2 separate regions of the Sus scrofa genome follow, and region 2 is linked to region 1. The links are chromatin contacts, called in public promoter capture Hi-C maps. All regions are on one chromosome and are shown on one strand. The core of a region is the stretch at or near the end of the contact, and the rest is flanking DNA. Distances in the headings are between cores, read along the strand shown.

The links. Promoter capture Hi-C pulls out the DNA fragments that hold promoters and counts their contacts.
Region 2: a promoter capture Hi-C map of liver shows a contact between it and region 1, with 4 times the contacts expected there. The contact joins the promoter of ZNF615 here to the enhancer-like site in region 1. A contact is called at or near these places in 3 of 5 promoter capture datasets (fetal liver, fetal skeletal muscle and liver) and 15 of 47 Hi-C or Micro-C datasets (alveolar macrophages, differentiating spermatogonia, embryonic fibroblasts and 10 more).

Annotation. Positions count from the first base shown.
Region 1 is chr6:58,029,178-58,035,747 of Sscrofa11.1, reverse strand. It overlaps LOC100737585, which reads left to right. Exons shown (of 14, transcript XM_013998720.2): 7 at 2,780-2,812; 8 at 3,202-3,243; 9 at 3,838-3,947. Among named protein-coding and RNA genes, the nearest start is that of ZNF615, 47 kb to the left of the region's middle. Within about 2 kb of position 3,202, at least 42 of the 83 cell types and tissues checked have an H3K27ac peak or open chromatin away from gene starts, as enhancers often do. A contact at or near this core is called in alveolar macrophages, differentiating spermatogonia, epiblast stem cells and 7 more, where this site is marked.
Region 2 is chr6:58,076,430-58,082,999 of Sscrofa11.1, reverse strand. ZNF615 (zinc finger protein 615) reads left to right here and starts at 3,943. Exons shown (of 7, transcript XM_005653321.3): 1 at 3,943-4,112. The coding sequence starts at 4,062.

The DNA of each region.
Region 1 (6,570 bases), core at 1,953-4,452:
GTTGATTTACAGATTTCGGTCAAATTCTGCCACACAGTAGTGACCCACTTATACATATATAAACACACACACACACACACACACACACACACACACACAGAGTTTATCTCACATTCTCTTCTATCCTGTTTTGTCGCAAGTGATTGAACCTCATTGCTTATCCATTTTAAATGTAGCAAACTCCGAGTCCATCCCACTCCCCTGCCTCTGCCCCCGCCCCTGGCACTGGTAACCACAAGTCCCTTTTCCATGTCTGTGAGTCTTTTTTTGTTGCAGTGACAGTCTTTTTGTTTGTTTGTTTTTGTTTTTTAGGGCTGCACCTGCAGCATAGGGAAATTCCTGGGCTGGGGTTGAATCAGATTTGCAGCTGCCAGCCTACACCACAGCCACAGCAACACTGGATCCAAGCTGTGCCTGCGACCTGCACCGCAGCTCACAGCAAAGCCCAGTTGCTGGTGCACTGAGCGAGGCCAGGGATCAAACCTGCATCTTCATGGATGCTAGTCAGATTCATTTCTGCTGCGCCACAATGGGAACTCCTGAGGTGACATTCTTTTTATTTTTTATTTTTATCTTTTTGTCTTTTCAGGGCCGCACCCGTGGCATTTGGAGGTCCCCAGGATAGGGGGTCTAATTGGAGCTACACTTGCCGGCCTACACCACAGCCACAGCACGCCAGATCCAAGCCATGTCTTCGACCTACACCACAGCTTACGGCAGCACCGGATCCTTGACCCATTGAGCAAGGCAAGGGATTGAACCCGAAACCTCATGGTTCCTAGCTGGATTCGTTTCTATTGCGCCATGATGGGAACTCCCGAGGTGACATTCTTAAAGGAGGTTATGAAAAACCTTTGTTCACAGGGCTGTGACCCTTGAGAGCTGCCACCATTTCCAGCTTCACTGTTACCTTCGGAATTACGATATGTAGCTTTCTCCTCGTTATTCCTTCTCCCTTTCCTGGGATTAGGGCTCCTGGCTTCTCAATATCCAGAGTTCTTTCCCTTCGTCTCCTAACTGTCTGTACTTACCCACCTATCCAAATTAGAAACAGTGAGTCTTGCTCATAGGGAAGGAAATGGAAATTTGCCAGGCTGTGGCTCTCTCAGAATTCAGTCTGGAATGCTGGCTTATTGGGTAATTGACTCCTTCAGATCTGTTTTAAAGTACCAACAGTGTATTCCACGCTGAAGATACATCAGCAAACACCACAGGCGAGGGAGCAGCCTTTATGGACCTTCCAGTAGAGTGAGGGAGAGTAAATGGATTGTAAGTCAGCAAGTGGTAAGTCCTCCCAAGAAAAATAAAGCCTAGTAATAGTAATTGATAGTAATGTACTGGTAATAATGGGGGCGGTCCCCCCTAATCAGCGCTTCTGGGTATAATTGAGCAAAGACTCAAGTATTGCGGGGAGTCACCCACGACTATATTTGTAACCAGTGAACATCCCAGGACTGTTTCTAATGATTCTTTACGACAGGCTTCCTGACTCAGATTCTCGGAAACTGAATGCAGATCTCCCAGCCATATTCCACTCCTAAACCAGAACTCTTGGGGCTGGAGTTGTTTTTTTTTTTTTTGCTTTTTCTAAAAATTTAATTTTTTTATTACTCAATGAATTTATTACATTCATTTATAATTGTACAATGATCATGACAATCCAATTTTATAGGATTTCCATCCCACAGCCCCGGGTTTGGAGTTTTTTGCAATGTCCCACACCTAATTTTGACATTCTTTGCCCCAATCTTAGATTAATGCCCATCACCACTTGCAGGTTATGAGACGTTATGATGAGATGGATTTGGGCTGTGTTTTTCCCATTGACTCCAGACCTGTACTGGCACCACTTCTGGGGGCCTTTTCCTGAGTTGCCAGTCCCAATCACAACTGAGGCTGGCTAGCCCCAGCAGCTCTTTTCCCTTCTCTCTCAATCTTTTTTTTTTTTTTTCCCTTGTCTTTTCTAGGGCTGCACCTGTGGCATATGGAGGTTCCCAGCTAGGGGTCTAATGGGAGCTGTAGCAGCAGGCCTACACCCCAGCCACAGCAACGGAGGATCCGAGCTGACCTACACCACAGCTCAGGGAACCGCCTGATCCTTAACCCACTGAGCAAGGCCAGGGATCGAACCCCCAACCTCATGGTTCCTTGTTGGATTCGTTAACCACTGAGCCACAAGGGGAACTCCCCTCTTTTCTCTTCTTAGTGGCCAGCCCCATATTGTACCAGTTTCTGGGAATCTTTTTCTGTTATTAAAAACAACTTCCTGCAAACTATTTTCCTGCCAGAAGCTTTCAGGGGCGTCTCTTTACCGAATGTATTCTCTCTCCCATTTTTAGGAGTGCGTCCTTCGTTGCCATAGAGACAACCGAACTACTCCGGTCGGAACTTTTTTTTTAAAAGATACAGGGCGGATCTTTTTTTTTTTTTTTTTTAAATACAGGGCGGATCATAGATGATGCGGCCGTATTACTTCTTCGCCTAGCCGGCTGAAAGTCATGTAGCCTGCACCATGTTAGCCTCGCGAAGCTTGAGACTGAAAATTTACCTATTTTCTGCAACAGTAGAATTGCGAGGAAATGAGAGCATCTCAGCGGCTTCTCACCTTTCCGTCCACTTCTGGCTTCTGGCTCCCAAACCCGCCCCCTGGCTTCTTGTATGTCAGGTAACCCAATATGGCCGCCCCCTTGGGCCTCGGCGAGGTGGGCGCGGACATATTGACCGGAAATCCGGTTGTCCACGTTTCTTCAAACTCTGCATTCCCTTTCGGCTGCCGTAGACGGAGCAGGACCAGTCGTAGCAGTTCACGGAAGTACGACGTTTAGGCTTCTGGTCGGTCTGGGAAAAATCAGGTTTGTGTGGTTTTGTCCCTGGGATTTTCTTTTTCTTTCTTTCTTCTTCTTCTTCTTTTTTCTAAATCACCAGTGTGGTTTTGTTTCGCCCAGGGTGACGAGTGGACTTGGTGGAGTCTGGACTTAACGGGATTTGGGGGGCAGAAGGGGAGGTTAGAAATACTGAGGTGAATGTATGTATTTAAAGGGAACCAGGTGCGAACCTGATTTGAGGGGAACCAGACGCGGGTTTTGTCTGTGGTTGGGTTTGGGGGTGTCCTGGGCGTCAGTACAATTGAGATTCTGAAGAGATCAGTGGCCTTTTCACAGGTGTCAGCGTATGGGCGTCTGCAGATCACTCCGCTTGCAGGGCGTCAGGTGGCGGTGACGTTCATCGTAGTGTCTGGTTCAGGTTGGGGATTGATTTGGGGCTTAATGGTATTGAGCCGGGGTCATCACGTGAGAGTGTGTGACCCAGATTTCTGATTAATGAGGAAGTGTGTCAGTGTCTGCGGTACCGAGAGGTTTGTCAGGGCCAAAGCTTTGGACAAGTAGGACCCCTGGCTGGGGTTTTGAGGTTTCAGCTTCGGCTGCTGGGACTGAAGGCAGTACAGGCCAGGGCAGTAGTTCAAAACCATTTGGTTTTTAGTGTTTTTTTTTTTTTTTTTTCTTCTCTGTGTGTGTGTTTTAAAAAAAATAATTTTATTGAAGTATAGTTGATTTGCAATATTACATTAATTCCTGCTGTACAGTAAAGTGATTCAACTATACACATATACATTGATTTTCATATTCTTTTCAATTATGGTTTATCACAGGCTATTGAATATAGGTCCCTGTGCCCTACAGTAGGACCTCGTTGTTTGTCCTGGTTCTTAGTTGACTACAGACCAAGGACTAAACCAGCAGTGCCCAGCTGTTTCGTATCATAGAGCAAAGGCAGAGTGTAGTCACAACAGACATTTTGGCTTGCAGATTCAAAAGCCCCTGTCTGTTCTCCTTGGAGAATATGTGTGCCAGGGCCTGCCCTCACCTCCTAATGTACAGCGTCGGGCGCTGTCGCTTAACTCCCCTGACATAAGGAACACTTTGCTCATTATCTATCCCTCCAGCAAGGTGACCTATATTCGAGTTTATTAGTAGGTCCTGGTTGCTCTTAGTCGTGTGGCTGAAGTTCCCACTGCTGGTGACTGAATTAGTCCTAAGAAATGAGCTTAGGGAGTTCCTGTCGTGGTGCAGTGGTTAACAAATCCGACTAGGAACCATGAGGTTGTGGGTTCGATCCCTGGCCTTGCTCAGTGGGTTAGGGATCCGGTGTTGCCATGAGCTGTGGTGTAGGTGGCAGATGCGGCTGGAATCCCGTGTTGCTGTGGCTCTGGCGTAGGCCGGTGGCTACAGCTCCGATTCAGCCCCTAGCCTGGGAACCTCCATATGCCATGGGAGCGGCCCTAGAAAAGGCAAAATGTCAACAACAACAACAAAAAAAAAGAAATGGGATTAGGTATGTGGGACATTTCTAGCCAGCTCTATATGTGTAAAAATCTATTTTGCACTTTCTGACAGAGCCTTTTCTTTTTTGAGGAAGTAATTCCTTTTTTCCATGTTGATAATGATGTTAACGAAAATAACAAATTTTCGGTGTCCTACTTTTTTTTTTTTTTTTTTTTTTTGTCTTTTTGCCTTTTCTAGGGCTGCTCCCATGGCACAAGGGGGTTCCCAGGCTAGGGGTCTAATCAGAGCTGTAGCCACCGGCCTCTGCCACAGCCACAGCCACACGGGATCTGAGCCGCGTCTGCGACCTACACCACAGCTCATGGCAGTGCCGGATCCTTAATCCACTGAGCAAGACCAGGGATTGAACCCGCAACCTCATGGTTCCTAGTTGGAGTCATTAACCACTGAGCCACCACAGGAACTCCTGTCCTCCTTTCTAGTGTTTGTAACCCATTCTCATTTCAGTGCATTGGCTCAGCTCTGCAGTACAAAGTTGAAAAGTGGGTCGACAGTGGTCATCTTTGTCTTGTTGCCTACTCATAAATTCACCTGCTCTGTTGTCCGGCATTGACATGTCTGGGGGGGGGCAAATCTAAGATTTCAAATTTAATGATATGAAGATGTTCGTAGTATTCTTTCAGACCAAACAAATCTATATTTTTTAAAAATAATACACTTCATTTTCGTTGTATCTATTTTTTTTCTTTTTACCACACCCACAGCCATGTGGGGATTTCCGGGCCAGGCATCGAACCTGTGCCACCACAGAGACAACACCGATCTTTAACCTGCCGCACCACAGCAAGAGCTCCCTCATTTTTACTGTATTTATTTTCATGGTCGTTTTCTGTTTCTGGACAAGTGATATTGATTTCATTCATTCATTCATTCATTTATGGCCAAGGTGTGCAGCGGTTTGATGTGGGGTCTAAATTCCCAGACCAGGGATTGAGCCCAGGCCACAGCAGTGAAAGCGCTGAATCCTACCCTCTAGACCACCAGGGAACTCCTCCCCCCCCCACAAAATCTGAATTTTTATCTGAGTTATAGCTCCTATTAGTTCCTTATATTCTTTATTTGCACTTTCTCTTTTGACTCCAAATATATCTATATTGTTGGTCTTTTCAGATAACAGGCTTTTAGTGTTTTTAAGCTCTTCCATTTCTTTGTTAGTGGAAGATCTACAAGTTAGTGGGTGTAACAGAAACATACGCATATATGTAGATATTACCTAGGCCAAGAAACAGAACACTGCCAGCACCCCAGTGGGGTTCTGTGAGCCTCTTGCCAGTTATATTACTTCCTCACACCTAAAGGCAGATAACATCCTGTCTGCGTGCAAGCACTTTCAGGCTTTCTTGGTGGTGTTATAGTTAATCATCCCTAATTGTTATAGTTTTGGTTTTGCCTGTTTTCAGCGGTATATCAGTGTAATTATGCACCTGCATTCTTTTCTGTTAGGCTCAATATTTGCAAAAATCATTCATCTTTTTTGCAGATAGGTTTCTTTTCTTTTTCCCCTCTGTGACAATGGTTGGGTGAATGTGTTATGTAAACATCCACACTGTCAATATTTTAGGATTTGCAAACCACAGACGTTCTCTCACATATGCTTTTTTTTTTTTTTTTGGTCTTATTTGTGATTTTAGGGCTGCACCCGTGCATATGGAGCTTCCCAGACTGGGAGTGGAATTGGACTGTAGCCACCGGCTTACACCACAGTTCACAGCAACTAGGATCCTTCACCCAATGAGTGAGACCAGGGATCGAACCGTTGTCCTCATGGATGCTAGTCGGGTTTGTTAATCACTAAGCCATGATGGGAACTCCTTTATTTTTGTTTTATAATCCTTTAAAAATGGAAAAAGCATTCTCAGCTTGCAAGCTGAACAAAGATGGTAGTTTTTCCATAGCCTTCCATTGTTCAAATATGTGGGTTTTCTACTACTATTGAAATGTTTGCATTTTGGTTTATTGTGAATAATGCTGCTGTGGAGATTCCTGACCACGTCCTCTGGTTCAAATAGGCCCTTTTTTTTTTTTTTTTTTTTTTTGGTCTTTTTGTATTTTCTAGGGCCGCACCTGTGGCACATGGAGGTTTCGAGGCTAGGGGTCGAATCGGAGCTATAACTGCTGGCCTACACCAGGGCCACAGCAACTTGGGATCCAAGCCACGTCTGTGACCTACACCACAGCTCACGGCAACTCCAGATCCTTAACCCACTGAGCGAGGCCAGGGATCAAA
Region 2 (6,570 bases), core at 2,694-5,193, 47 kb before region 1:
TAAGGTTTAATCAGAAGAGGTTTACAATTGAAGGTCCTATTGGTCAGGGTTTTGAGTCTATATGTTAGCTGTTCAAGACTCTATAATTGAAACCTGGATGGAAGATGTGAAACCAGGGAGCACTGCTTCACTTAGAGGTTAGCAATATTTGGGGGATTCATAACATGGAGAAGCCTGGTGTTGAAGGAAGAGTGTCAATGCAAGAGTGGTAAATTTTAGATTGAATTTGAGGTCAGTGTTTAGAGAGTGCAAAGTGTGTATTAGAGAACACAGGAGCCTGGAAGTTTTGAGACCTGTAGCCCCAAGTCTGTGGGTGATTAGCTCAGTCTTTGGATGCCGGAAACATTTCCTTTCAGGTTTTCAAATCCAAGTCCTTTCTCTAGGTTCCTATTAAAAGTTTGTCTCCTGTACCCACTTCTCTCATTGTCCCCACAAAAGTCAGAACAGTTCACTATGGTCAAGTGCTGTGTATACAAGTAAAGATAGGATTTTTGTCCACCTTATTGCAAAGTTTACTCTTGGACATTTCCTTAAAGATTTGACACAAATGAAACAATTTTCTTAAATTCTACTCCTCAGAGCCATTTCATTTAAAAAATATTTTTTTTCAGACTATTCTAAACATTGGGGTCATTTGTATAAACATATATCCAAAATCTGCCTATCTTCTAATACAGAGGGTTTTGTTTTTGTTTTTTTTTTTCATTTTCTTTGGCAAATAAAATTCCTGTTACTCCACCTTATTACCAGTATTCCATATTTCCAATGTTTTGGATTTCAGCAAATCTGAGTGCTGGGTACTTATATCACATTGCTGTTTTAATTTGCAATTCCCTAGTAACAAATGGCATAGGCAAGCTTTTCATATGCTTATTTGCCATCTATTATCTTTGAGCAAGTGTCTGTTCAAGTATTTGCCCATTTTTGAAATGGAGTTTTCTTATGGTTGACTTCTTTCTTTGTTCTCGATACCACTAGTCCTACGGGATTTATGGGATGAATGTTTTGAGATTCTTTTATATTCTTCCCTTTTTCCTTCCTTCCTTCCTCTTTTTTGCCTATTGACTTCTAAGTGTTCCTGCGTCATTTGCTGAAAAGTCTAGCTTTCTTCACTGAATAAGCTTTGTTCCTCTATCAAACACTTGAGTGTACTTATGCAGGTCTTTTTCTGGGATCTCTATGCTGTTCTACTGACCTATGTGTTTATCTTTTAACAAACACTACTAAAGGTTTATAAGTCTTGGAATCTGTTGATGTGAACTCTATATGATGGTTCTTTTTGGTCAGAAGTTGTTTTGCTATTTCCAGTGGAGAAGCCTGGCAATATTACCATTACCTGTATGTACATCAGTGTTGTCACTTTGATATGCTGTACCCCTAGATATGATGTTATTACAAAAGGAATTGAATTTTGAACTGTCTTTCCCAACATGCCTAATCCTTGTTTAACAAGGAAAACAGACCACCTTAAAGGGAAGGTCAATATACAAAACATCTGATTAATATTTCTCAAGATAGGGCGTTCCTGTCGTGGCGCAGTGGTTAACGAATCCGACTAGGAACCATGAGGTTGCGGGTTCGGTCCCTGCCCTTGCTCAGTGGGTTAACGATCCGGCATTGCCGTGAGCTGTGGTGTAGGTTGCAGACGCGGCTCGGATCCCGAGTTGCTGTGGCTCTGGCGTAGGCTGGTGGCTACAGCTCCGATTCGACCCCTAGCCTGGGAACCTCCATATGCCGCGGGAGTGGCCCAAGAAATGGCAAAAAGACAAAAAAAAAATACTTCTCAAAATAATTGAGGACATGAAAAAGAGAAAGAGAAATGGTAATGGAGAAGGGAAATGCAAGGAAATAAGATGTTTAAATGCAGTATTTTACCCTGGGTTGAATCCTAGGACAGGAAAAGGACAGTAGTGGAGAAATGTGAAATCCATGTAGAATTTGTAATTTAGTTGAATATTATACCAATGGTTTTTAAAACAAATTTTAGGAGTTCCCATCGTGGTGCAGTGGTTAACAAATCCAACTGGGAACCATGAGGTTGCGGGTTCAGTCCCTGGCCTTGCTCAGTGGGTTCAAGGATCTGGCATTATCTTGAGCTGTGGTGTAGGTTGCAGATGCGGCTCGAATCCCGCATTGCTGTGGCTCTGGCGTAGGCCTGCGGCTACAGTTCCGATTAGACCCCTAGCCTGGGAACCTCCATATGCCGTGGGAAGCAGCCCTGGAAAAGGCAAAAATACAAAAATAAATGAATAAATAAATTTTAGTGGAGTATATTTGACTTAGAAAGTTGTGTTAGTGTCATACCAGTGTTAATCTCTCCATTTGACAAATGTACCATGATTATATAAAATATTCATATGAGAGGTAGTCAAATGAAGGTCCATGTACACACGTTGTAGTACTTTGTGACGTCTATGTAAGTCTAAATTTTCTCCAAATTAAAAGCTTATTTAAAGTAGGTATAATATATATATCAGTTATATGTCAATATAGATGTAAAAAAGGATGTAATCTAATTTCATCTCGCATTATAAACATGTTTCCATATTATAAAATGTTTTAGATATTCATGGCTATAATAATACCATGGGTGAATAAGTTGGATGATAATTTCAGCCACATTAAAGTATCCGTTAAACTGGGGTGTCCTTGAATAACAACATATTCAATTATGCTCAGTTTACATTATGATCCTCTTATTATCCAAAATCTTACATTCTTACCACAAGATTTGTTGTGCTATTTTTCTTGTATGTCCCAGACATCCTCACTTATTTTTAATCCTAGGTAGTTTATAATTTTGCAGTTGTAGGGATTTTTTGTTTGTTTGTGTGCGTGTTTGTTTTTTAGGGCCGCACACATGGCATATGCAAGTTCCCACGCTAGGGGTTGAATCGGAGCTACAGCTGCCAACCTACACAGCCTCAGCAATGCAAGATTGTTGCGAGACATGTTTTTATAATATTTTCTTAGCCTCTTTGCTGAAAACTCCATCTTGTCCGTCCTTACTTTGTCCCGTCTTCCTGCTTGAGAAACAGTCAGGGTGATGGTAAATGACTTAAGCTTAAGAACAAAGATCTAAAGGCATGGGTTATTCGCGGGGTCAGCAAAAGTAACTGGATAGTTGTTTTATTATTGTTGGATTTTGATAACTCTTTATAAATGCTGAATATAAGTCCTTTATCAGATGTTAAATATGTAAATATTTTCTCCTAATCTCTGGCGCTACTCATTACTTTCTTAAAGTTGTGTTTAGAAATACAAAGGTTTGGAGTTCCAGTGATGGCGCAGCGGAAACAAATCTGACTAGGAACCATGAGGTTGCAGGTTCGATCCCTGGCCTCACTCAATGGGTTGAGGATCTGGCATTGCCATGAGCTGTGGGATGTCCATTTACTGAATGCATTGCCTTTTCTTTTTCCAGGAGTTCCTTCTCTGCTGCTATACCAACCGCTGAACTTTTGGTCCATTGCAAACCTGCCTCTCTCGGTTTAAAATACACACTGTAAAATAAAGCCCATGGCAATATTCCTTTTCTGCCCAGTCCGCAAAACGAAGTTTAGGTAACTCCACATTTGCTTCACAAACCTTGAGTCTCTAAAAATCTGCTAATTTCTGAAGAGTCGAAGTGCCAGGAAATTAGATAAATTCAGCGGCGTCTTGCCTTCCCTGCCATCCCTGACTCTGGGAACCCAAACCCACCCCTTGGCCTTCCGTACGTCAGGCGTCCCAACATGGCCGCTCACTGGGTCCTCTGCAACTTGGGCGCGGACATATTGCCTCACTAAGAGCTGCCGGAAATCCGGTCTTCCGCGTTTCCCCAAACGCTTCAGACCCTCTTCGGCCGCCATAGGCGGACGAAAACACTGGGGAGACGGAGTAGAAATTGTTCTTGAAAGCGTTACCTTTAGACTCTCGTGGGAGGGAGAAAGTCCGGTCAGTGTGTGCATTTGTCCCGTGAAGTTTTGTGTGTTTTTTGTCCCATAGGAGGTGACGTCACGCCCACTGGTTGGACGTGGTGTAGTGTGGACAGAGTTATTGGAGGGTTTGGGGAAAGCGCCATGGTGAAGGTGTTTGAGAGGAGCGAGGAGAGCGTCTGCCGCGTCAGTCAGGTTGGGGTACCTTGGGCGGTGGTCGTTAAAACGATTAAGAATTTGCAGAGATCATGGACTGTGTCTCCACTCTCAGGGTCTGGGCGTCTTTGCAGGTCGCTCTGTTAAGGATGCAGGTGGCATTTATGATGATCACGGTTCAGGTTGAGGTTCGGGAACGGGGCTCAGTGATATTCGTGCCGTGGTTGATGGTTTTCACATGGGGGTGTCTGTCCCAGGTTTCGTATTAATGATGAGATGTGCAGTCACTGTCTCTGGTACAGAGAGGCTTGTTAGAGCTGAAGCTATGGACGCCTAGGATTTCTGACTGGTGGTTTGACAAGTTCCAACCTGGGCGGATGGGTGGGAAGACGTTACAGTCCGGAGGAGTTTGAAACGACGTTTTTTCGCTTTTTATTCAGGGGTTGAGTAACTGCAGAGAGTTACTAATCCTGCCAAGCCAATCTCTTGTGTTTCTCTTTGTCTGCTTTCGCCCTGCAAAGGCAGAATTGGGTCCTTGTGACAGATTTTTAAATTTTTTAAAGTTTTTATAGTTTTTTTTGGCCGTGCCTGCGGCATGGGAAAGTTCCTGGGCCAGGGATGGAATCCAAGCCACAGCAGTGACAACGTAGGATCCTTAACCCGCTGAGCCACCGGCGAACTCCCTTTGTGACAGATCTTAACCCTCAAAGGAGAAATATATACTATCTATCCCTTTGTAGAAAACGTTTGCTAATGCCTGCCTTCACCCACTTAACATACAGCAGCGTTCACTTGCTTATTTGCCTGACACACATTCACACTTTCTTACTTGCTAATAGAATCTCTATTTTATTTATTCGTCTAGCCTTCTGGCAGGATATATGGCAATACTAATCAGTCATAGTTAATTATAGTGGTTCCAGTTGCCATTGCTAGTGATCAAATTAGTATGAAATGAGCTTAGGTTTTTTTTTAATCTTTTTAGGGCCGCCCCCGCAGCATATGGAGATTCCCAGTCCAGGGGTAGGATTGGGCATGTAGCTGCTGGCCTACGCCAAAGTCACAGCAACGCTGGATCCTTAACCCACTGAGCAAGGTCAGGGATTGAACCTGTGTCCTCATGGCTGCTAGTCAGATTTGTTTCCGCTGAGCCGCGACGGAAACTGTGAAATGAGCTTAAGTATATGGTGCAGTTCTAGCCAGCAATCTACGTAAAAATCTGCTGGGGGATTTGTGGGGGTAACATTACTTTTACAGAAGTAATTCTTTGAATCTCTTTTTCTATGTTGATGATATTTTCTGAATAGAACCTTCATTTTCTGTCCAGTTTCTAATTCATTCTTATCTCAATGCATTGGCTCTACTCTCCATTACAGTGTAGCAAAGCAAGTGGGGATAGTGGACGTCTATGTCCTGTTGACTCTCCTAAAATTCACCTGCTATATTGTCTGGAGTTAAGATGTTTCTATGAGGGTAAGATCATAAAATTATGAATTCATCCAGGATTTCAAATGTAATGACATAAAAACATTCATTGTATTCTTTCAAGACAGAAGAGTTTGTATTTTATCTGGTTTATGTCCTCTGTTAATTCCTTATATTCTTCATTTGCAGCAGGTATCTATCTCACTACTAATGTATATGTCTTATTGGTGGTCTTTTTTTTTTTTTTTCCTTTGGCTGTGCCTGAGGCATGTGGAAATTCCAGGGCCTAGGATTGAACTTGCGCCACAGCAGAGACCCAAGCTGTTGTGGTGACAATGCTGGATCCTTAAGCTGTTGAGCTGCAAGAGAACTCCCTTATTCTTTTTTTTTTTTCCTTAGGGCCTCACCTTGCTAGGGGTCAAATTGGTGTTGTAGTTGCTGACCTACACCACAGCAACGCCAGATCTGAGCCATTTCTGCCAGTTAAACTACAGCTCATGGCAATGCCGAATCCTTAACCCACTGAGCCTGACCAGGGATGAAACCTGCATCCTCATGAATACTAGTCAGGTTCATAACCTGCTGAGCCACGATGGGAACTCCCCCTTATTGGTCTTCTTAAGAACAGGCTTTTTTAAAAAAATTATTTTATTGGGAGTTTCCGCTATGGCTCAGCAGAAACAAGACTAGTATCCATGAGGATGAAGGTTCCATCCCTGGCCCCACCCAGTGGGTTAAGAATTCGGCATTGCCATGAGGTGTGGTGTAGGTCACAGACGCGTCTCAGACCCTGCCTTGCTGTGGCTGTGGTGTAGCCGGCAGCTGTAGCTCTGATTCAGCCCCTAGCCTGGGAACTTCCATATGCCACAGGTGTGGCCCTAAAAAGCAAAATAAAATTAAAAAAAAAAATAAGGAGTTCTCGTTGTGATGCAGCGGAAAAATCCGACTAGGAACTATGAGGTTGTGGGTTCGATCCCTGTCCTCGATCAGTGGGTTAAGGATCTGGCATTGCCGGGAGCCATGGTGTAGGTTGCAGACGTGGCTCAGATCCTGCGTTGTTGTGGCTGTGGCG